Regions from separate parts of the Mus musculus genome. Here all the other regions are linked to region 1. The links are chromatin contacts, called in public Hi-C, HiChIP or PLAC-seq and promoter capture Hi-C maps. All regions are on one chromosome and are shown on one strand. The core of a region is the stretch at or near the end of the contact, and the rest is flanking DNA. Distances in the headings are between cores, read along the strand shown. Region 1 holds the start of Ntrk3 (neurotrophic tyrosine kinase, receptor, type 3). Region 2 overlaps Ntrk3 (neurotrophic tyrosine kinase, receptor, type 3). Region 3 overlaps Ntrk3 (neurotrophic tyrosine kinase, receptor, type 3). Region 4 holds the start of E430016F16Rik (RIKEN cDNA E430016F16 gene).

Region 1 (5,823 bases), core at 1,214-3,713:
CTCTACTAAATCCCCTCAGGCAGTCAGCTATTCTGTCTCCCTGGGGTAGTCTGGGAAATGCTTCCTATTTCTCCTCTGCTATCTCTCAAGAGAGGCCAAGTTCCAGTGTCCTGGCTACACCTTACTCTCCCTGCCTCTCAGAGAACCCTAAAGTCACTCAGGATGGCACTTGAAGTGTCAGGGAGATTCCCAATGGACAAGGACATCAGGGACTGGCCTGAAGCCAGTAGGTTCTGGTTTGAGAGTCTAAGGCTGTCTCCACTCTGTCCCCTCCTGCTGGCGGGAGGGCAAAATGCCATTCTGGGGACAAGGCCATCATGGCGACAGGGTGTAAAAGTCTCACTGGGGCAAAAGGAAGGCAGAGTGTAATGAGAAGTCGGGGAAAATGCCTTTTATAGGCATGCTCTTTTCTTTTCCTCCTTTCACCCAAGTTTACTCCCAGCAAAAAGTGTTACTGCAAGCCATCGGGTCTGTCTGTCGGTGGCACTAGGGGCAGGCTGGTGGCACCGCAATACCCCTTCCCCCCATCTTGCCTGCAAGTTGCATGACCTGCATTGGAATCCACAGGGGGGCGGGGGAGAATCCTTTCAGATCCTGGATGCTGTTGAATTCAATGTATTTTGCTTCCTTGCCTGCCCTCACCCAAGCTCGGGGAGGAGAGCGCTGCTTTCTTCTGCGTGTGAATGCTGTAGTGTGTCTGCCTGCTCGGATTCCCCTAACCCTTTCTTCTCCTTTCCCACAGCAAAATCTCAGGCTTTCTCAGGAAATAGCTCGCATTTGGCATATTTACATTTGCATTTTATTTTTAAAACAATCCTATCAAGGCAAAAAGCGGGGGCTATACTTCTCTCCCCATCAGGTCTAAACTTGCCTCGAAGGCTGCACCTGTTTTGAGCCCCTACCAGGAAGGGGTGTTTGTGGGGGAGGGAAAGAGGAGGTTCTGTGCCCCCCAAATCATCCGGAGAGAGCAGTCCGCCCACCCCCTCACCAGGCTGCCAGCTCGGCGCACCCGAGGGCTGAGCCCAAGAAGCTGGCCTCCGACGGTGCTGGCGTGGTGCTTGCCAAAAAATGCCCTTCGCATCTCAATTTCCTGGCCGCTTCTTTCGCATGAATCGCTCGCCCTGGGCCACCTCGGTTCTCCAGCGCAGTCCTGCAGGCGCTCCTTCCCTCTTTCTCTCCTTCTCTGGTCCCTGTTTGTCCAAGGCGGAACCCATAACGCACCGCCAAGAAGGAGCAATAGGCTCAGGGGCACTCAGTGTGCCATGCCACGCAGTCCCCTCCCAAGCTGAGCCCAGCTCCCGGGACTCTTGATTACCCAAATGAGTGTCATTCAGATCTAGGTCTGCACGTCTGCGGCCGGCGTCCCTGGCTGCCTCGCTCGGGTTCCTGTGCGCTCCTGATTCCCGTCACTGTCCGTGAGCCCGAGACCCTCACTCAGGCTGGGGAGCATCCCGGGTCACCTGGGCCACGCTCATTTCGCTTCCTCCTGCGGAGGAGATTGCAGCAAAACCGGGCAGCACGAGGGCCAAAAAGTGGAAGGGAGAACGCCTTTCGTGTTGCTCAGTCAGCTTGCCAACTCTCCCTCCCCAACGCCGACCCTCGGAATCCCAACTGCAACTTTTCCTTTCCGTCTCGTTTTCCCCTCGGCTGCAGCGAGCGGGCGCGGGCGTGGAGCGGGCGGGCAGCGGCGCGGCTGCGGGTGGCGGTACCGGCGAGAGCCGAGAGCCGGCGAGTGGGTGGGTGGGTGGGGAAGCAGGAGGGAGAGGACGGGCGGGGAGAGAGAGGGGTGTGGGGAGGGGAGGGAGGGGGAGATTCCGCTCTCCTGCCTCTCCCAGCCCGGGCGGGGGGCGGGGGGGGGGGAGGAGGCCGCGAGGAGGGAGGGGAGGAGGGAGGGAGGGAACCGAGGAAGACGCTCCGATAACCCGTGCGTTTCGTAAGGCTCGGAGCACTTGTACATTTCTGCAGGCGCGTAGCGAGCCATTCGCCGCGACTGCTGCAGCTCTGACTGCATCTTCCTTCTCCTCCTTCCTCCAGCTCCGCGCGTGTGTATGTGAGTGTGTGCGAGTGTGTTTTGCAGGTGTGTCCGTTTTAATTCTGCCTAGGAGGTGGGACTTGGTGACTTTAGCACCATCTTTTTTTCTTTTTTTATTATTATTTTTGCCTTCCCACCGTCTGTTGTTACAACCCTGCAAAGTCTCGGAGTCGGAGAGCGCGCCTCGTTTCCAGAGCTTCTGGACCCCGCAAGCCGGCGAGCGCCGAGCCGGCCACCATGCCCGGCAGACCGCGCCACTAGGCGCTCCCCGCGGCTCCCACCCGGTGGCGGCGGCGGCCGCGATGGTTTCCGACGCTGAAGGATTTTGCATCTGATCGTTCGGCGTTTCAAAGGCAGAGGCCCCCCTCCCCCTTCCCCCCTCCCTCGCTGTCTTTGTTTCCTTCCCCCCCTGCTCTCCCCACTCCCCCCACCCCACCCCCCTCTCCTCTCCTCCTCCTCCTCTTTTTTAGAAGCAGCGATCGGAGATGGATGTCTCTCTTTGCCCAGCCAAGTGTAGTTTCTGGCGGATTTTCTTGCTGGGAAGCGTCTGGCTGGACTATGTGGGCTCCGTGCTGGCTTGCCCTGCAAATTGTGTCTGCAGCAAGACTGAGATCAATTGCCGGCGGCCGGACGATGGGAACCTCTTCCCTCTCCTGGAAGGGCAGGATTCAGGGAACAGCAATGGGAACGCCAGCATCAACATTACGGACATCTCAAGGAATATCACTTCCATGTAAGTCAGGCGGCCGCTACCCAGCCCGCCCCCCACCCCCGCCCCAGCTTCGCGTCTCCGTCTTGCCCGCCCGCGGCCCGGGAACTGGCCCTGCGCTCCCCAGCTCGCCTCTGTTCGCAGCCCGCCGGGTGCGCATCAGGCTCGCCCTGGCTCGGGAGATGCTGTAGGGCTGCGTGTTTCAGGTGACTCCAGCCCTAGCCAGGCGTGATTTGATGATGCTGGTGGGTACCTCTCCCTGGAGAGGACCCTTCCGGGCGGAGTGCACCCGGGCCCAGCTCCTGTCCCCGCCCCCACCCTCTGCCTGCTCGTTTCGAGGGTGCGAATTGGGTTCTATGCCCCCCACTAAATAGCAACAGTTTGGCCACGCTCAAGTGGAATAAAGTAGAGGCGTCTCGTTTCCCTGACAGGCGGTGGCAGATAGCGGCGGCAGAGGCAAAGCTTAGCCTAGCCTTGGAGGGAAGGTGACAGATAGGGACTGCTTGAGAACCAATCGGGATTTTTTAAAAAAAAAACTGTTTCCCTTTGGAGAGAGCAAAACATGCCAATAAGTAAACAAGTTGGAAGCTGGCTTCTCCCGAGGAGACTTCGGACGTGTTCTGGCCGTCATGGACGCCTACCTCTTTGCTTTTCCTCCCCCCCACCTCCCGCCGCCTTCTCCAACCCCATTTTGGGCATTTCCGAGACATCCCCCCCTTTCCCACCCTCATCTGCATCTGGGCGCCTACAGACCCTTTCCTGGCTTGGGCTTCCATAACTGCCCAGGGTAATTCTGAGTCAGGTTGCTGGAGGCAGGAGAGAGAGGACGACCTGGGTTTTGGGAAGGAAATTTCTTTCACAATTCTGCGGTTCCTTCCCCCCACCCCCTTTCTCTCAAAAATTGAACTCTGCGTGGCGTTTGGCTGGTTTGCCCCGGCTGAGTGGGACCCTGTGTAGTGGCCTGCTCTTTTCTTGTTGTGTTTCTTTGGTAGGGATGGGGCCAGAGGCCTGTGAAGGAGTGAAAGGAAGAGTCAGGGCCAGGAGCCTGCATAGCCTTTCTTTCATTCTTCATTCTTCAGCCAGGTGACCACCACCCCTCTGACCTCTCTGCCCCAGGAAGGAGAAGGGTGTGGATAGCTCTTGGATGCTCGGAGGGCAGCTCATTGGTTTTTGCCCCGTGCTCTCATCCCTTGGGAGCCCCAGGACTGACTAGGACGGTGGCCAGGCTCTGAGGGAGACGTTTAGGGTAGCTCTTTGCCTTGGGGACGGACTAGAGCAAGAAGGGACCCAGTGTGCTGTGGCTACTGCCCTCTCAGTGTCCACCCCCTCCCCTCTTTGCTCCAACCATTGCCTCAGGACTACAAAGCCTGAAGGAATTGGAGTCAGGCTCTCTCCAAAGCCCACCAGTTCTCTTGGTATAAGAGAGACCAGCTTGTGTTCTTGCAGCTTACACTTTGAGGGAGATGAACAGCCCCAGAAGATGTCCCCGACTCCTGGAGACAATCCTGACCCATATCTTAGCTCTGCCTTTCATTCCTTACTACCTCCAGGATGGTCAAGGATGTCCAGATAGACAGCAAAGGGGTAAGGGGAGGGGAGAAGAGAGCAAAGGAGAAGCCTCTACCCACTTGGAGGCCAGTGTCTGTCCAGGAGCAAGGTCTGGAGGAATATGTTTCAGGGAAGCTTGGCCCCTGGATTGTAGGGATGGCTGCAAAGAGCTTAGTGGCCTGTGCTCTGGAGTTGGGCATGGAGATTTTCAGGTGATTGGATGTGCCAAGGGCTGGAGAGTTTGGGAGCCAGTGAGCTGTGTCTGCCTTGTTCTCTGCTCTAAGGATGTGTATGTCCCTGGGAACCCTCAGGGAGGCAGGATTGGTCACAATCAGATAGGCTCTTTATGGTCACGAAGAGGTGTCACACCTCTCAAAATGAGGTTTGGGGAAGCGGTTCTATGGGGGGGGGGGAGTAGGATTAGTTGTTCCCCGGAGACATTGGTGGGAGGAGGGGACACAGTTGGCCTCTTGCTCCTCTCCTGGCATTAGAGGATCCCAGGAGAGTGCCTGTGGCGATCTGAGCAGGGAGACTGGGAGCCGCTCAGTGGGAACTGGACTCAGCAGCCATCAGGACTCTCTCCTAAACCCATCTGACATCAAAGAGAAAGTGGTAGGGAAGGTCAGAGGTCAGGGGTTAGATGACCCTCCCTCACCCCATCTTCCCCCCAGTGTCCTGTTATGCCTGCGTCTGGTATTGACTAAACTCAAGAAGGGGCTCAGACTCCCACTCCAGAGGCAAGGAGTCCCGAGGAGGGAGAGGATTCATGTTCATCCAGGGAAGAACATGCCCTTGTTGCTCTCTTACTCTTTAAGACATGGAAGATTAAGGGAAAAGGTAGCCTTTCCCAAGCCCGCCTTCCATCGGATCTTAGCACTGAATAATGGGCTATACAACATATATCCCAGGTCCCCAACCCAAGGCCTGCTGGTAGAGGTGGGGCTTAAAGAAAGAGAAGCACAGGGCAGGAGAGGATCCAACCCTAGGGGGGCCTGGGAAAGTGTCCTTCAGACTCGTGTGTCTAGAGATCCAGGGTCAGGAGGGGGCATCGCCTGTCAGCCTGGAGCTCTGGGTGATGGCGTGCGGCTGGACAAATTCTAGGCATGGAGAGACGGCGTCTCCTCAGGTTCTTCTCAAGTATCCATCCTCCGAGAGTGAACTCTTTGTGCTGAGTTTTTAGACAGACAAGGTTTTGTTTCCTTGTGGCCCCAACTCTTGTGGTATCATTCTGAGTGGTGGCTGTGCCCATCCAGAGCTTTGGGTAGAAGAGACCTTGTTAATATAAGGAGGAAATCAGCAGCAAGCATCAGGGCAGAGGGGTAGACCTCGTCTCCATCTCATCATAGTACTCCAAAGAGTCCATAGCTGCGCCAAAGGGTCCTTCCTGCCTTCTGTTTGTTCCCTTTCTGTTCAAAAGGGCAGCCCTTTCTTTTTCTTTTTTCTTTTTTTTTTGCTACTGTAGCTCTTAATACACCATAAACTCTTCCAGAAGGGTCCATAGGCAGCCACACCCAACTAGACTCTGACGTCACAA
Region 2 (5,823 bases), core at 2,236-4,735, 230 kb after region 1:
GCTCTACTCACGTTTATTGAGACAGGGACTCCCCTTGACCTAGCATCAGCTGAGAACTTTAAGCTGACTTTCCAGTAGGCTCTAAGGAGCTACTTATCTCTACCTTCTCAGAACTAGTATCTAACTTTTTAGTTTCTACTGAACACACTAAGGCCAAAGAAGACACTAACATGCCTCAGATGGTATCATAGTTTGGATCCTGAATGTGCCCCCAAATCCCCCCATGTATTGGAGACTGGGTGCTCAAGGTGGCACTCTTGGGAAGTGGTAGAAACATTAAGGACAGAATTTGGTGAAAGTTCTAGGATACTGGGGATATGCACTCAGAAGGTACTTAGTGATAGTCTTCTCTCACTTTATTTTCCTCCCTCAACATGTAGTGAGCCATTTTGGCTCCATCACATGCTCTTTATTGTTGTCACCCCACACCCTTCCAGAACTCTAAAATCAATAAGTCCAACTTATCCCTGACCAGGACCTTTTGCACAATGAGCCAATCTAGATGTTGTCTTTTTATAAAATGAGGATTTTAGGGGTTTGTTATGGTCAGGGAAAGTTGGTAGATATGGATGCCTTATGACCTAGGCTCTTTAGCAAGGTTGCTGATCTGCAGCCTCAGCATCTGGACCAAGTACCTAGCTGATGTTTGTTGTGTTTTATCTTAAGTTATCAGTAACTGGCTTTCCAAGGAAGAGCCTGCTACCCCATTTTACAGATAAAGCAACTGAAGCTCTATCAGCTTTGCTGACTTGCTCTAGATCACACAGCTCTCAAAACTGAGCCTGGGATAATTAAAAGAACAAACAAGAACCATGGGACCCAACATCTGTCTTTATTCATCAAACCAGTTAACTAGCATTCTAGGGATCCTAAAATCTGCCATACCTCCTAACTGTAGGGAGATACCCTGTTTAGGAGTGAGGACAGTTTCTATGTAGTATGTTCAAGGTTCACGAAAATTCTTAGTCACAAGACTGGGTCAATCTTTGTCTGACACTTATAACCTCTTTGATTACAGATTCAAGATGCTAAGGGACCATGTCTTCAGGTGAGATAGTAGCTACTCTTGGCATTAGATACTCTTGGCATTGTTTTCTTCTTAGAATAGGTTTAGGTTTAAAACGGAGCAAAAAGTGGAGTTCCCACATGTTCCTATTTATTCCCTCTCCCTACAACAGTTTGCTGCAGTATCATTGAAATCTGGCATGAGTGTGGTTCAGTTTTGTTAAGTGATAGCATTATGGTAATATTGAGAGATTACTGTTAGCTAAAGTCCACAGTTTTCAGCAGGATGGTCTCTTGGTGTGTGGCAGTTCTATGTTCTGATCTAAAAGTCCTGTTTCATATCTCAACCCCCTAGCAAGTACTGATCTATTTACTGTTCTCATTGTTTGTGGTATGTCTTTTCTACTTGCCATATAGTTGGAGTTACAGTGAAACTAACCTTCCAGCTTGGCTTCATTCACTTAGCAGTATGCCCCTAAAGTTCTGCCACATCTATCCATAGCCTGATAGCTTATTATTCTTCATTATCATGTAACTTTCCAACTTCTCAATGTGCTACACTGTTATCACTCACTCACCTACTGAAGGGCATTGTATTGGTTTGTTAGAGCTTCATAGCACAGCACTCCAGACAAATCAGCTTCACACAACATGAATATGTTGTCACAGTCTGAAATCTAGATTCTGGGAGGGTATCGCTTTTTCTCAAACCCTTATAGATCCTTCTGAGCCTCTGTGTCTGATGGGATAGCCAGCATCATGGCTGTTCCTCAAATTCACAGGTGAGCCACTCCATCTATCTTCATATGGCTTTTGGCAAGCATATTAAACTAGGGTCCCACTCTACCCCAGTTTTATCACTTAAAATAATTATATCTGCATTTTCCATACTTCCAAATGAATTTACATTCTAAGGTACCAGGAGTTAAGGCTTCAGGATAAATTTTTTGAAGTGGGTAATTAACAGTTTCATTGTTTGTGGTTTCCCGTTTGGAAAAATAAAGCCATATAAACATTCAGATGCAGGTTTATGGGTGGATATAAGTTTTGTCTTTATTTGTGTAAATAATTAGGAGTAACCCTGGGTCATATGCTAAGAATATGTAGCCTTCTAAGATACTGTCAAACTGTCTTACAAAGCAGAGGCACTGAGGCAGGTAGCTTCTGGTTCCCATCACACTTGCCTCTGCTAATCATCTCTGTCTCAGATTCTTTGCCTGCTTTCTGAAGTGTCTTTTACTCTGAAGTGTCCCAGCAGTAGATGCTAGCATAGTTCTTGTGGATGTTTATACAGACTAATGCACACCACTTTCATCTTGCCATGGTCAAAGGCCAGTTGGTGTGCTCATGTCAGATCTGGCCCCTTGGCTTACAGTGTGTCCAAGCTTGCAGTGAATGTCAACAGAGTTTGTTGAGTCCTTTCTTGTGGGCCAGATTCAAGCTTCTGATTAGCCCTTCCCTTTTATGTATCTACTCCTTTTATTTTTTTTATAGAATAGTTGATTTAGGGCATGGAGAGGGGAGTTAAGAGGGTAGCAGAGGCAGAGGAAGGCAGAAAGAAGGAGAGAGTAGAGAAGTGGAGGCTGGCCATGACCATGTGGTGAGAGGGGAAGCAAGGGGGCAAGAGAGACAAACAAGAGAGCTCCTTTTTTTTTTTAAATCTTGTTTTATTGTTTTTGAGACAGGGCTTCTCTGTGTAGCCCTGGCTGTTCTGAAACTCTCTCTGTAGACCGTGCTGGCCTCACACTTAGAGATCCACCTGCCTCTGTCTCCTGACTCCTTAGATGAAAGGCACATACTGTCACCACTTTCTTTTCTTCTTTGCCTTTTTCTGCCATTTTTGCCAATATCTTCATTTTTGCCATGTAATGCTTTCAAGCTGACTCCCCAGTTCTAACTTTCCTTCTGAGTCTCCATTTTTAAGGGCAGTCATGCATTCAACCCTGAGTCCCTCCTGGCTGGCCAACCTCATGTTCATTCCTTCCTTCCATTACAGAGGACATGGAAGCTCTACCTGACATCTTCACAGCCCCTCCCTCCCATGAGATTGCCAAAATTCCTTTATCTGTTGGTTTTCTGCAAAGTCCTTTTCGTTTTTGTTCACCTACTCAGTTTACAGACATCTACTGGTCTCATATTAAGTGTAGGAGCTGGGGCTAGAGTGCAAATCTTATCCTTTATATCTCTTCAGTCACAATATATCTGTTTGAAGGTTTAGGCCTTCCTCATTTCCCCAAGACAATGTCACTATGCACTCTCCCACTCTCACCTTTGAACTTTCTACACCAGGAAATAGAGCCAAGGAGACTCAAGTCTGTGGCCTTTACGGGGTTGAGTAAGTGGCTTGTCTCCTCCTTTGGCTCTACGCTTATTAGTCATGGATCTTGCCTTTTCTGGAAGAGAAACTGCCAGGGCTGGTTTCCCAGCTGCAGAGGGAAGCGTGGAGCCTGTGTGTGCAATGCAGTATTAATAGTGCATCTGCATGATATAGATTTCTGTCAACCTCTGTACTAACAAACATCGCTTAGCTCAGGGTAATGATGGCTGTTTATTCCCCAGCCACTTAGCTCAGCATCACGGACTTGCACATGAAATATGGAAAATGGGTTTCTTTGTCTGGGAAGGGCAGGCCCCTCCTAGAGCCGATATCGGAGGCCATGAGAGCAGCTACTGCTGCAGAGGCAGAGTGTACCTTTCTAGCTTTTCCTTCAGCAGATTGTCAGACTGGCCTTACAAACGGCAAGGAGTGGCTCTGGTTACAGGGCTGATCTGGGCTCCCTGAAGTATGCAACTGAGAAACGAAGGTTACCATATGGGGGGGTACTGCCTGGTGAGGGGTAGGACGACACCAGCAAGATGTGGCATGAGAGTGATGAGACAGATGTGGAGGTGTGGGATTCCGATATGCTCTTTCTTTCTTATGCTGGTTAATTTTGACAAGCACCCCTAGGGGAACCAGGGGCTGGATCTTGATGAAAGCATCAGTGACATTTAACTCTTAGACTTTGCCAGTGGTTGGGCATTCCCAGGCCCAGGTTTCCAGACCGTTATTCATGGACCATTTAAAATGAATGTAAGCTAAGATTGCTCCTCTCTGGTTTCTCTTTCATCCCATTTTCAGGTTTAATTGGGATGTTTAGCAGATCTCTGGGAGTTCTGTAATGCTGGGTTCAGTATATCCAGCCTCCTTACTATTTTGAAGATCTGGAGATGATGGTCAGGATGGGCCATCTTAGGAGTCAAGGGAATTAAGTCCTATTAATTAGGCTGAGGTGCAAATAGAAGCCACACACTTGTCTTGAGGCTCTCGACCCTGGAGAATAACCATTTCTAGACACAAACATCTGTATCCCCTGGGTATGGTACCGCTCAACTACACTATTTTTGATAACACCCCAACACCCCGCCACACCCACACACCCACACACATACATAGGGACATGAAATTAAATAACCATACTCACTCCAAATGATTTAAAAACCCTAAACATACCTGAAGATGCACTTCAAAGGTTTAGCCACCTGGCACAAAGAGACCTACTCATGTTCATCTCCTTGGGTCAAGGCAACCTGCCTTTCTGTTGATAGCTATGACCTCGTCTGTTCTGTACTTCACGGCCATAATCACATACTTAAAGTTAGAAACTGCATGCAGTCATGCTAATTAAGTAATGAGGTATAATTATGCTCACTGTAAATACACAGTAATTGGATAAAGAAAATGTACTTGGGGGATAAGGATGTACTTCATGGTTGAAGGTGAGGAATGACAAGGTCTCCAGCTATCCTGGAGGGGTGTCATTTCATGGTGCAATAGGAGCTCATGGGGGAGCCATATCCAACAGAGGTAAGTGAGCAGGCTATGAAGTGGGTACTTTGTTTCCTTTCCAGACGCCTAGATGCAGCAGGATTACATGTCTTCTTGGTACATTATGGTCTTTGCCTTGTCTTTAGGGAGTGGGAAGATTAACTTCTCTTGTGAGACTGTTTTACAGCTCAGAGTTTCTCAGATATGAGTTTATTTTTCTCCTTGACCAAATTCAGATACAGAATCTATATAGGGATGATGATGTTGATGATGATGATGATGATATTGATACTAGTTACCTTTGTTTGTGTGTAGAGAAGGTCAGAGATGGACACTGAGCATCTTTCTTTATCCTCCTTCATTGTTGGGTTCAAGGTCTCTCACTGAACCCAACATTAGCTCAATTGGATGAACACAAGTGAGTGGAGATCCATCTGGTTCTATGCCTACCAACCCCAACTCTACTCTAGGGTTCCAGATGGGTGTGACGGACGGTGCCTAGCATTTTTATGTGGTGCCGATGATCCAGACTTGGATCCTCGTACATATGCAGCTGGCATTTTCCTGTCTGAACCATCTCCTCAGCCACTGATTTGGAATTTTAAAGGGCGATAATTCCAAACTAGTTGAGACACACAGACATCAGACAGTAATCCAAAGATGGGCTTTACAATTGAGCTGAAGATGGTTGCTTGGACTTAAAGTCAATACGAATGAACTATTTGATGCCTTTCACAAGCTTGAACTTGTGGCACACAGGTATTGATGCTTCTATGCACATTGGACCATTCAGTTGCAGTATGAGGGATCGCTGTCTGCTCCATCTTTTGCATTTCAAAGTCTAGAAATGCCCGAGAAGACTTAGCACACAGGGAATTCTTTATGAATCTTATCTAAACAAGAAATGAGATGGCTGATGATGCTTCTGCCTCATTCCTTAGAACAATCCCTTGCCCTTCTCAGCAAATACCTCAGACATGAAGGGAAGGACATGGGAGTTACTTTTTTTG
Region 3 (5,823 bases), core at 1,148-3,647, 180 kb after region 1:
GGATCAAAGGAACAATAATCAAATCAGTTACAAGATTCTGTTCTCCATATTGAATTGGAAAAAACAAAAATGAACAATGTTTTTGATGCAGAGAAATTGAGGCTCTTAGTCCCCTTAACACAGGGAAACAACTTCTCTGGATGGTTGCTTGACAGTATTTCTCAAAAAACTTTAAAGTGGATATTCTCTTTGACTCAATAGTTCCACACTGTGACATTTTCTTCTACCTTAAGGAAATAATCAGAGATGTTCACACAAGTTCACTTACAGGGTCGTGCAGTGTAATGATGGAAAATTGGAAGTGATTGAAATGCCCGACAGAAAGGAATCTGTTATATAAATCATGATTCATTCAAGTAATGAAACACCATGAAACCATTAAAACATGCCAAAAGAACAATATTTAATGTCACGTGAAATACTTACAACATTTGATACATAGAAAAAGTCAGACAAGTCAGTATATTCAATACGATCCCATTTTGTACTGATATAAAGGCATTCATGTGGGTACGTGGGAGGAACCACTGGAAAGAACATGATAACCACTTAATATGGTTATTTCTAGGTATGGAAATTTTTCTCTTCCTTTCACCATTTGCAAACTCAACTGCTTGAAATTTAGATGGTTCTCATACTCTCCCCCCCACCCACGTGTGTGTGCGTGCCCATGTGCACGTGTGCTAGAGATCAATGTTAGATGTCTTCAAACGATTGCAGGGGTGGCTGGCAATCTCTAGGGAACCTTTTGCCTCTACATCAGTGATATGATTGCAGCCACATTCCACAGTGCCCAGTTTCTTATGTGGGTGCTAAAGATTTGAACTCATGTCCCCATGTTTATACTGCAATATATTTTTACCAATAGAGATATCTCCCCAGTACACCCCCACAGCTACCTTTTGAGACAAAGTCTCACTGTGTATCCCATACTGGGACTTTCTTTTGTCCTAGACTTGACTCAGACCTGTGGCCGTTGTTCTATCCCAGCCTAGTGAGTGCTGGGATTTATAAGCACAGGCCACTGTGGCCAGCTCTTCCTGGTTATTTGTTATTGATAATTCACTGATGAGTATCATTTGCCAATTTTCTAAAAGACATTTTTTTTATTGATATGTCTGCAACTTTAGGGTCAAATGGCACATTTGATAAATGAATGTACTCTATGTTACATCATTAATTAAAAACAACATGAAGTCATTTGAAGACTTCACTGCAGTTGTCTTGACCTCAGTCAACTCCATCAGTTAGCCATGCTTTCATGCTGATTCTCTTTGTCTGTTTGCCTAGAGTATGCTAATGACTTAGAGACAGGGTTTGTGAGTTACAGAAGGTGTGTTTGTGTCTTTCAAAGTTCTGTACTTCCTGGCAGCAGGAGGCATCCTGGGATCCTCCCTTTACTTTGGTACTGGTGGCTGGTGGAGGTGAGGCAGAAAGAAAGGCCCCATTGCACACTGAGGACCTTCTTGCTATGGGATAACCATGATGGCAAAGTCCTTCTCTGACCTTGATAATCCCAAACTTGCTTTATCATCAGAGTCCCTATTCTGACCCACCAGAGAGGATATTTGGTTTTGGTTTTTTAACTAGAAGAAAATTCTCTGCCTGCAAAGGATTTCTGTGTTGCTATGCCATCATCTTTAGAACCTACAATAGAACGAAAACACTCATGTTCTGTGCTGAGGACCAAGCCACGGTGTTGAAGGTTGGAGCTTCTGCTCAACTGAAATGAACCTATTTATTCTCAGAAGCCTAGCCCCAGGCTGGAGTATTGTTCTTATTGTCTTTCTCAAACCAATGGGGATATGATTTGATCCATGTAGCTCTGGAGGCCCTTGGTGCCCCATTTTCCATTAGCATTCTTCAAGAGACTGTGTCTGTGTTACTCACATTGCTGTCTGCTGTCCTGTGTGCTCCTTGAAGCCACTGTTACTCAAGGTTGTGTGCTTGGGATGCAGATCTATAAAGAGTAAAATTTATTGAACCAGTGACAATCTTGTGAGGTGAGGAGTGGTTCCAGGTCTATGGGGAGTGCATGCTGGAAACAGGGCTGGGTCCCAGCCTTGTTCTTTGTGCAAAAAGAAGGTTTTAGAGTTGTTTTGTCTTCCCATTTGCTGCCTCCTCCCCACCACTATTAATGAGTTGTTGAGTGCCCCTACTGTGATCAGCACACTGAGAGACACAAGTCAGAAACCTTCCAGTCTGATGTAGCCAGACAAAGGACTCAGGCATCTGCCACCTTCCTGAGAGGAGACTCTTAACTCTCTCCACCATCAGCTTTCTCAAAGTTTTGATATGCATGTGTGTTTCCATTTATAAACACCTCTTGGTAGGAGTGGAGACAACTTGATGGTGAGGGTGAGGGTGGGGGAAGCAAAGGGCTGGGTGGTGTGGAGGAGGATGCTGGCGAAGGAAGGGCTTTGGAGGAAAGATGGCATTGCAGGAGGCAGCTCCAAGCGTGTGGTTCGTGACTCCAAATCTAATGTTGTTGTGGAGCCAAGACATTGCTGAGAAGCAGAAACTAGAAGGCAGAGGCCCAGTGAATAGAGGCAAGTACAGGAAAATTGGGCCAAAGCCAAGGCCAAGTTTAGCAACTGGGGGTATTTCAGAAATATTTATATGCACTCAACTTCACGAACTTAAATAACTGTTAGTAAATATCCAATCTTAGGTGATTTTTTTTTGCTAGGTTTTAGAAAGTGATTTCATGTGTGCTTTTTGGAGACTCACACATAAAGAGATACAGTCGTGTGTGTGTGTGTGTGTGTGTGTGTGTGATGGTGTGTGTGTGTGTGTGTAGGTGTGTGTGTTCACACACTTTGTATGAGCAGATGTACATGCCCATGCAAATGTGCCTAGAGGTCAGAGGACATCCAGTATCCTCTTCAGTTCTTTGAGGAGTGGTCATTCACGGAGCCTTTCGGCTAGGCTGGCAATCTCTCTGCTTCCCTCTTCCCCAAGGGTGTGGATATTCATGACCATGCCTGGCTTTTTATGTGGGTGCTAGAGATCCGAACTCAGGTTCTCACTCTTCTTTCGGAATATTCCTCACCTACAAAACCATGAGGCCCAAGGAGACAGAATGTTTCAGTTGGCAGGCCGCAGGATTGGGGCTTTGCTCACCCCTAAGGGCAGTGCTTAGCACTTCCATTTCATTATCTTCAACCATTGCCTATAATTCTTGAGAAATCAATGAAAAATTCCAGATAAAGAGAGGAAATTGCAGGGAGGGGGTACACAGGATACCAGACTTCCCTCTAGGGAGCTAGTGAGGAGGGCATGTGGAATGTGGTTAGTGTGAAGTGACTCTGGTAGGTTCCTTTTTGGGGACAGAGCAGGGCTCCAGAGTCTCCTGGGGCTCCTCTAGGCCATTTTTCTATTAGGACCATTATACTGCTAATGGAAGTGACAGGGCTTGACATTTGGGTAATTAAAACATCCACTGACTGAATAATAACTTTTTATTGACAATCATACTGGTGAAGGCAAAATTAATTTGATTTTAGACATCCTAGCCATGGAGTCAACTTGGACAGGGGCCAGGATTATGTGAATGGAGTTGTTGATCCCGTGGGTTGCAGTGAAAGCTCTCAGGTGGCCTCATTTAGCGTGAGCATGAAGAAGCCAGCATGGCCGGACCCATTGCTGGGACCCTTTGGTGACTTAGAGGTGAGGGGTGTAGACAGCTGGAGTTTTGTGCTGCAGGTGACTGCTGCAGGTGACTGAGTTGTATGCTTGTGGATTTGAGACATGAACTCTAGAAACTGTATTAGGGGATGCTGTTTAAAGCAGAGTGACATGCTTCCTAAGCCATGGACAGTTAGAAGATGACCCTGGCATGTGAACTTTCAGATTATAAAGGAATTGTGCAGGGGAGCCAAGCTGAGAAACATGTTGGGAGATGGAAGAGATGCCCTGGATCATATATTAACCACCAAAGGTAGCTCTTTTTAAATACAACAGAACAGGTTCTGAGAACCAAGGGAGTTGTCTACGTTCACACAACTCTCTTTAAAAGGATTTGTTGTTTGGACAGATGTGATGACACACACTTCTAGTCATAGCAGTTGAGCAGCCAAGGCAGGAGGGCTGTGAGTTCAAGACCAGCCTTGACTACTCAGTGAGTTCCAAGTCACCATGGGTTTAATGAGATTTTGTCTGCAAATATTTTTTTAAGAGGAACATTTACTTCCAGCCTGGGTTTGTAAGCTTTAACCCCAGGGAAATCATCATATCAAGATTAATTTCTCTAATTTTATGGCTGAATGGGATGATTGAGGAAATCAAAGATTTTCCTTGGTCATGTCCCAGGGGTGCCAGGTCATGTATAGCCATTGATGCCATCCTGTACTGGTAAGGATGACCCTGGAAATGGTACTTACTACTCTCCCCTATGATTAGGGCTTGAACTAAGAGTTTGCCTCTGCATCTTTCATAGCTTGAGTCATCTAGACGACAGGGATCGTTTTGAAAGTGAAGACAGCGACACATCTGTGGTTTCAATGTGCATTTCCTAATACTAGGACTAGCAGCCATATGTGGTTACTTAACTTAATTAACATCAAATAAAACTTAAAATTCAGCCTCTCAGTAGCAGTACCCACATCTCAAGGGGCTTAATTACACCGTTTATCTAGTGGCTGTCATATAGGACAGTGCCAAACACTTCCTTCATCAGAGACACAGTGATGGGAACAGAATTGAAGGTCACTTGGCTCTTTCCAGCTGTAAGGCAAGAGTATACATATCTGTGTCACTTTGTGTGAGACCTAGTCAGCTCTCTGTGTCATAGTTTCTGTGTCTCTCGATTAAAAAAGTGATGGGCAGAAAATATATTTTAAAACATAATTTCCCTTCCCTCCTTCTCTCTCAGCTTTTTCCTGACCATTCATTCCCAAACCATAATAGAGAAACTGTGTATATAGTAATCATATTGTATTAGGTAGTAAAATTAATCTAGAGATGATTTTATATGAACAGGAGGCTTGTATGGGCTCTGTAAGATACTCTATAATTTATAGCTGAGATCTGAGTATCTATTGATTTTAATATCCTCATACCCTAGAATTCATATCCTCTGAAACAAGGGACAACTATATTGAGTCTCTATGAGCCTCAGTCTCCTCTTCTGTAGAATGGGATGATAGGTCTGTTGGGGGAACTAAGTCCAGTGGAGGTATAACCCTTGCTCTATGGTGGTGCTTCATCCAGGGTTAGTATACATCAGAGGCTATTCCCAATATCATGCCATTCAGAGACAAAGACAATCCCTGTGGCCTGGTATCTCTTCTAGACTTTCAGTGGGTAAACTTTCCTGAGCTCTTGTATTTTTGTGCTGGTGAATGTAGGCTGCTTTAAGAATAACTAATACTCAGAAAGAAAGCATTTTGAGGCATCTGCTTTTCTCCTATTTCTTAGGAATGCTGTCCTTGTGTCGCCATTCAAAGCCCCTCTTTCTCCTTACAGCATCTCTTCCATCCTTTGGTACTGGCATCTTCACATATTTTTCCATTCCACCTTGTTCTTATTTGTCTGTTTTGAGATAAATAAGTCCTATGCTTTGTTAATTACCAACAGAACCCATCATCATGATGTCTGAGAATTATCTCTTGGAAAGTATTCAGTATATACTTTGCCCAGGACCTTCCCTCACAGGGATGGTTGTCTAAATGCTGTGTGGGTGTGACTCACTTGGAGGTCCTGTGACACATATCTTGGGTTTCATCTGAGCAGCAGATCTAGGAAGCCTGGATTGAACCATGTAGGCCATTCCTTACTCTTCTCAAAGCAATGGTGACATTGCTGGTTCAAGACCACACTGAG
Region 4 (5,823 bases), core at 1,063-3,562, 140 kb before region 1:
ATTTAGTATAGAGAGAGGGAATTGGGATTGGATGTGTATTTGGAGGAGGGTGTAAAGAAAGGTGGAGGGATAGTAGTTGGCTCCTTAGAACAGTCATGGGATGGGGACTCAGGAGTGATCTAATTGAGTTTACAGCCTCTTTCTTCTTGCCACCTCACCCAGAATATGTAGTTCTGATTAAAATCAGGAAGTGTGAGAGACAGCACTCTCTGCGGAGGACCTCCACGCTCCCTTGCTAGCAGAAATAAGCACAGTTAAGCCTGCTTTCAGAAATTGGGGCTGCCTCGAGGCATATACTCAAACTCCTTGACCTACATTTTCTTTATAAATGAGTGCGTGTGAGTGTGTGTGTGTGTACTTAGATACGGCAAGGTTAAGGATATGCCTTCAAACAACACCCATTCACTAAGCACCTGCTACACTCTGCCCTACTAGGAACGGAAAAGCTCAGAAAGAGGCTATTGAATGTATTACATTGCAGTGTGGTGAGAAATACAGAGTTAGAACAATTAGGTATGCAAATGGGAGCTCCAGATGGGACCCAGCCTTGTCTAGACGGTCAAGGAAGAAATGATGAAGGGGCTATGGTATGGGGAGTGGGGAATTGTACTGCTTACATTCATTAGTGGAGTAATTTGATGGTGGCACTGGAACCCAGGACCTGGTGTGTGCTAAGCATGGTCTCTATAACTCATGATGTCTCTCAACACCCCACAGAATGTTTCTACATCAGATATTTATCTGTATATGGGTGCAGGATATACATATGTGCAGGTGCACACACGGTAGGAGCCTAGAAAACTGAGCAAATGGGTTAGTTCATGGTGAAAAGTTTTTCATAGTGCCAAGTTTATAACCCATTAAACCCCCGATGATCTTTACTGCCGATGAATTAGATGTCAATTTTTAGAACATTAATTTTTACATTTCCCTGCCCTGGAAGCAGCCTAAGTATAGCTTCCTTCACATGATAGGGTCTTCACTGTGACTCCCAGGGTCACACGGGGCTTGGAGAGAGTTCTTCCTGAGGTTGGATCTGGAGAATATAGTAACTGTATCCCACAGAGATGGCTTCGGTCCGTTTTGCTTTTTGAGTTCTTAAGTCTGCTTTTTATAGTTTGCTGTCTCTTTCTGTGCTCTCAGGCTGTCAACTGTCACTTCCTGCAGCTGTCAGCCTGGCTTTCTCTTTCTTGAGACTCACCACTATCGGCATCTTCCCCGCCCCCAGTGCGCACACACACACACACACACACACACACACACACACACACACAGAGGGAGATTCCATTCTGATTCAGGATTACTTAGAGTCAGTGGGCTTGACTCATCCAATCTGTAAAGCAGCCACCCCCTAACCTGAGAGCAGCCCCTGATCTGGTGACATCAGCTTCACCTGGGAACTCCTTAGAGATGCCCATTCCTCCGGTCCTGTTCCAGACTTGCCTAATCAGAATCACTGGAGTGGGGTGGGAAGGGTAGAACAAGCAATCTGTATTTACCAAGCTGTCTGGTGATTTAGGTGTCTCTCAGTTGGAGAAATAGCCCATAGGAAAGGGAAATAAGGTCCGAGGGAAGGCTTACGGCGCTGCACGTGGTTCAGAGAATCAGTCTATGTTCTGTGTCCAATCTAGAGACTTCTGTGTCTTTCTGGGTTCTGGGCTGTGTTCAGTGCTATTGGACAGTTTCAGGATAGCTGAATTGTAGGAAGGTGTGATGTTGTGCATGTGTGTCAGCCTAGTACATACAGAGAATGAGTAAAGGATAGAGAGAGAAAAGCCAGGCTCTGCAGAGAGGCTTGTCTTAGCTCCTAGAATCTTCCGTGTGTGGCTTAGCCTCAGAATCCTGGTTGCAATCCACCAGCTCAGAGTCCTACCAGTCTTCAGGTAGAAGGAGGAGCTCCTGGGTTTCGCCTGTGAATAGTGTGCCTAAGGCTCAGACCAAGTGTCAGGAACACTCTGAGAGTTACCAGCTGGTGGAGACTCTGCCAGAGACTCTCCACGCGGAATTTTTCAGGCGGACAGCTGGGATATGTGTGGGAGCCTCAGAGATGCATGGATTTGGGTTTGTAAACACAGGCCTGTTAAATTTAGGGCGGGCCTCGGGCCTAGGAGAGCTCCGTAGCATCATTTGGCAACTGTTGCCCATATTGAGTGGTTTAAAAACCCTGCTTATTCCTTATATAGTAGGAGGCCTGTTTTAGCACAGCTTGTCATCAGAGGGGAGGGTCTTGGCACAGGAGTTGAACACCCACTGTGTGCCAGGTGCTCTGCATAAACCATGCCGTTTTGACTGCTGCGTATTCAGGGGCTGAGGCTTATCAGCTCTGCTTACTGAGAGCAAAGGTCTAGACCTAAGAAATCTCAGTCATGGTGTTGGATGTGCCTCAAGGATGGATGCAAGAGGACCACCTCCTGTGTAGTGGAGAAGGGCAACCGGCAGATGGCATGTAGTGGTAAGGATCCTCTGTCCATAGTGAGAACCCGATACCATCCATAGAAGCCGGGCCAAAGAACTGGCCAAACTGCCTAGTTTCCTTGTGTTACTGCTTGTCAGAAAAAGACATCTGGAGTATGATCCCACAGGATGCTCTTCAAATTCAAGGCTTTGCTGGACAAATCACTTTGGGAATTGTCATAAAGCTTTATTCTCCCCTTGGAGATTGTGAGTTACTTGTGGTAAGCAGGGTTAACCAGCCAAGCAGACAGAGATGATCACTATAAAGAGATGCTGGGAACTGGCTTTGTGGTGGTGCGGGCTGGCAGGGAAAGGTTGACGTCCCAAGGGCAGGCTGCACCTCTCTGCCTGCATCAAGGGCGATGCTGTCTGTGAGTGGGACCCTTCCACCCACCTTTGTGGGGAGACTTCCACTCTACTGTTAGGGCCTTTGGAGCCACTGAGTCCAGTCAACCCAGGTATCCTTTACTCAAAACTAGCTTATTGTAGAATTAACTACACCTATCAAATTTTCCTGGAAACACCTAGGGAAGCATTTGACATTGGCATCTAAGATTGATCACTACAATTATGGTTTAGACCTTAGATATACCCCGAAGGCTTGTTGAAGGCTTTGTGGCAGTGTTTGGAGCTAGTAGAGTCTTTAGTGTGGAGCTCTGTAGAAAGGCATCAGGTTCATAGGGTTCTGCCCATGAAAGTGTGATTGGTATCTCAGTCCCTTTCTTTTCATCTCTGCTTACTGGCTGCCACCGGTGAGCAGCCTCCTCTGCCCTGATGATTTCTGTGCCACAGGCCTGAAGCAAGTGAACTGAGCCACTGTGGACTGAAACCTCAGAATGCATGCATGCATTGAAACACTCTTGTACATTGAGTGCCTCAGGTATTTAGACACAGTGAGACAGAGATGACTGGCCAGTAGAATACCAGATGTAGCACAGAAGTCTTCTCCAAAAAGACATCTTGATTTTGGTGAATCTCTTCCCTCCTAAAGTTGCCCTGCCTGCTCTCCCATTTTACAAACCCGTAACAGAACAGCCATGTGTGCCAGAGTTCCACACAGCGCTTAGGAGATTGCTGGCCTGAGCTTCCTGGCCCTACCTCAACCCGAGACCCTGGAAGAGCTCAGACGCTAAACAATTCAGTCTTTGGTGATTCAGGGACATAGTTTGCCAACCTCAATCCCATTGGTATCTTAGCCAGCTAATTCTGTGTCATAGGGCTCACCCTGTGTACTGTGGGATATTTAGCAGGATTCCTGGTCTTGGTCTGATGGATGACAGCAGTACTCCTTCCTCCCCAGCTATGACAATCCATAATGTCAAACATCTTCCGACAAGTGAAATGTTCCCTGCTGAAAAGCACTAGTGCAGAGGAAGACATTGTGGAATAGCATAGAGGTCCAGGGAGCCCGGCAACCTGAGTTTGAACTGTACCTCTCACATTTAACTGTGTCCTACCGTGTTCTGGACAACTTGGAGCAGTCCAGCCTGGGTTGACTAGCTCTGTGCGGGGAATGACTTTACTTTCATGAGGCCCCATTTTCCACCTCTCCAAAATGATGATCATGATAGGATTTATCAAGTTATTGAGGGATTCATTGGAGTAGAGTATTTAGGCTGCCTGGCTCTCAACAATTATTCTGCATGTGTTTGTCCTTTAGCCTTCTGACAAGGAGGCCCAGTCTCTTGTCTGAATTCTCCTGGGCATCCTGGGATAATGGAATTGCAAGACCATCATCTGGTCTATATTCTAAGTAAGAAGACAAATTCATCTTGGGGTTTGAGGCTCCAGGGCTTCAGACTGGTAACAGTCCCCCACTCGGAGTGCAGATGCCCATGACCCCAAGTTTACAGAGGAACTTCAAGAATGTCCAGAGCTCAGCAGCCTCAGACTCCCTTCCAGGCCACTCCACAGGTTGCTCCATGGCTCCTTCCCACAGGCCACAGATTTATGAATGGTGCACACTGTGTCCTTGCCAGGAGGTTTATTAATGGGCTTTCATACAGCACTTTAGGTTGGTGAGCTCTCCTTGCTCCTTCGGTTCCTGGCCGGATGCAGGGAGATACATCACATCAGCAAAATCTTCCTCTTGATTTGCCAGAGGGGGTGATTAAGACACCATCTATTGGGGATAGACTCTCAGCCCACTCTCCTCCTCCTTTGGCCATCTCTTGGCCACTAACAAATTCCATGGAGGCAGCATATAGCCCATAGCCATCCTCTGCAGGTAAGACGGCCACCTTATTGCCAGTCATGGGGATGCAGAGCATACTAACTTCAGGTCAGAAGTTTTGGGTTCTGGGCATCTACCTACTAGGCAGATAACTCGGGAGAGTTGCTGGGCCTCTCAGAGTTTCAGTTTCTTCATCTGGAGTCACAGCCATCTCCTAGCATGGGTGGGAATATTTCCTGAGTGTTTTAGTTGTGCAAAACCTTGTCCAGGATTAGTGTATCCTCTTTATGGAGGAAGCATGCACAGCAAGGGTGGGGTTTGAGTTACTCAGACACCTCAGAGTGTAGCAGCTTTGGAGGGGCTCTGAACCATTCTTCAAAAGATGCCATTTTTTCCATTTGGGGGAACACAAAAAGAACTTCCATGCAGTCTCTCATACCTGATGAGTCACCTGTGCCTGGTACCTGCAAAGGGCAGGGTCCCTCTGAAGAATGAAGGACAAGCCCCGAGGGATGAAGTACCTCTGTCCTCAGGTGTTGTGCAGAAGTTACCTTCCAACTTTCCATCTTGGGGGGAAACTTCTTTTTTTTTTTATTACGTATTTTCCTCAATTACATTTCCAATGCTATCCCAAAAGTCCCCCCCACCCTCCCCCCACTCCCTCCCCCCCACTCCCCCTTTTTGGCCCTGGCGTTCCCCTGTACTGGGGCATATAAAGTTTGCGTGTCCAATGGGCCTCTCTTTCCAGTGATGGCTGACTAGGCCATCTTTTGATACATATGCAGCTAGAGTCAAGAGCTCCGGGGTACTGGTTAGTTCATAATGTTGTTGCACCTACAGGGTTGCAGATCTCTTTAGCTCCTTGGATACTTTCTGTAGCTCCTCCATTGGGGGCCCTGTGATCCATCCAATAGTTGACTGTGAGCATCCACTTCTGTGTTTGCTAGGCCCTGGCCTAGTCTCACAAGAGACAGCTATATCACGGTCCTTGCAACAAACGCTTGCTAGTGTATGCAATGGTGTCATCGTTTGGAGGCTAATTATGGGATGGATCCCTGAATATGGCAGTGGGGGAAACTTCTTAAGACGTGATATTTACAGGGAGATGAAACAACAGGATGTTCTGAGGGGAGGCGAAATGCCCTAGGGAACTTCCTTAAGATAAGAAGCAAAGAACTCAAAATGGTTTCAGGAAG

Evidence for each region. Promoter capture Hi-C pulls out the DNA fragments that hold promoters and counts their contacts. Hi-C and Micro-C count contacts between places; a contact is called where the count stands out from the background. HiChIP or PLAC-seq counts read pairs in DNA pulled down with a chosen protein or histone mark.
Region 2: a contact with region 1 is called in an H3K27ac HiChIP or PLAC-seq map of SST interneurons, with 3 times the contacts expected there. The contact joins the enhancer-like site here to the promoter of Ntrk3 in region 1. A contact is called at or near these places in 4 of 39 promoter capture datasets (cranial neural crest, embryonic stem cells, hippocampal neurons and 1 more), 1 of 484 Hi-C or Micro-C datasets (the N1E-115 cell line), 4 of 115 datasets of contacts at active chromatin or transcription factors (SST interneurons, embryonic forebrain, embryonic hindbrain and 1 more) and 3 of 9 other capture datasets (adipose tissue, embryonic stem cells and pancreatic islet).
Region 3: a Hi-C map of cerebral cortex shows a contact between it and region 1, with 1.7 times the contacts expected there. The contact joins the enhancer-like site here to the promoter of Ntrk3 in region 1. A contact is called at or near these places in 3 of 39 promoter capture datasets (cranial neural crest, embryonic stem cells and hippocampal neurons), 5 of 484 Hi-C or Micro-C datasets (the N1E-115 cell line, cerebral cortex, embryonic stem cells and 1 more) and 3 of 9 other capture datasets (embryonic stem cells, liver and pancreatic islet).
Region 4: a promoter capture Hi-C map of hippocampal neurons shows a contact between it and region 1, with 6 times the contacts expected there. The contact joins the promoter of E430016F16Rik here to the promoter of Ntrk3 in region 1. A contact is called at or near these places in 23 of 39 promoter capture datasets (the 3T3-L1 cell line, 3T3-L1-derived adipocytes, the HPC-7 cell line and 14 more), 1 of 15 datasets of contacts at CTCF or cohesin (CD8 T cells), 4 of 484 Hi-C or Micro-C datasets (cerebral cortex, cortical neurons and uterus), 4 of 115 datasets of contacts at active chromatin or transcription factors (CD8 T cells, double positive thymocytes, memory CD8 T cells and 1 more) and 2 of 9 other capture datasets (embryonic stem cells and liver).

Annotation. Positions count from the first base shown.
Region 1 is chr7:78,574,478-78,580,300 of GRCm38.p6, reverse strand. Ntrk3 (neurotrophic tyrosine kinase, receptor, type 3) reads left to right here and starts at 2,463. Exons shown (of 17, transcript NM_008746.5): 1 at 2,463-2,765. The coding sequence starts at 2,518.
Region 2 is chr7:78,345,268-78,351,090 of GRCm38.p6, reverse strand. The region is part of intron 12 of Ntrk3 (neurotrophic tyrosine kinase, receptor, type 3); the gene reads left to right. Among named protein-coding and RNA genes, the nearest start is that of Gm39038, 230 kb to the left of the region's middle. Within about 2 kb of position 3,485, at least 4 of the 459 cell types and tissues checked have an H3K27ac peak or open chromatin away from gene starts, as enhancers often do. A contact at or near this core is called in SST interneurons, where this site is marked.
Region 3 is chr7:78,394,040-78,399,862 of GRCm38.p6, reverse strand. All of the region lies in intron 11 of Ntrk3 (neurotrophic tyrosine kinase, receptor, type 3), which reads left to right. Among named protein-coding and RNA genes, the nearest start is that of Gm39038, 180 kb to the left of the region's middle. Within about 2 kb of position 2,397, at least 2 of the 459 cell types and tissues checked have an H3K27ac peak or open chromatin away from gene starts, as enhancers often do. A contact at or near this core is called in cerebral cortex, where this site is marked.
Region 4 is chr7:78,714,709-78,720,531 of GRCm38.p6, reverse strand. It overlaps E430016F16Rik (RIKEN cDNA E430016F16 gene), which reads left to right and starts at 2,312. Exons shown (of 11, transcript NR_015542.2): 1 at 2,312-2,452.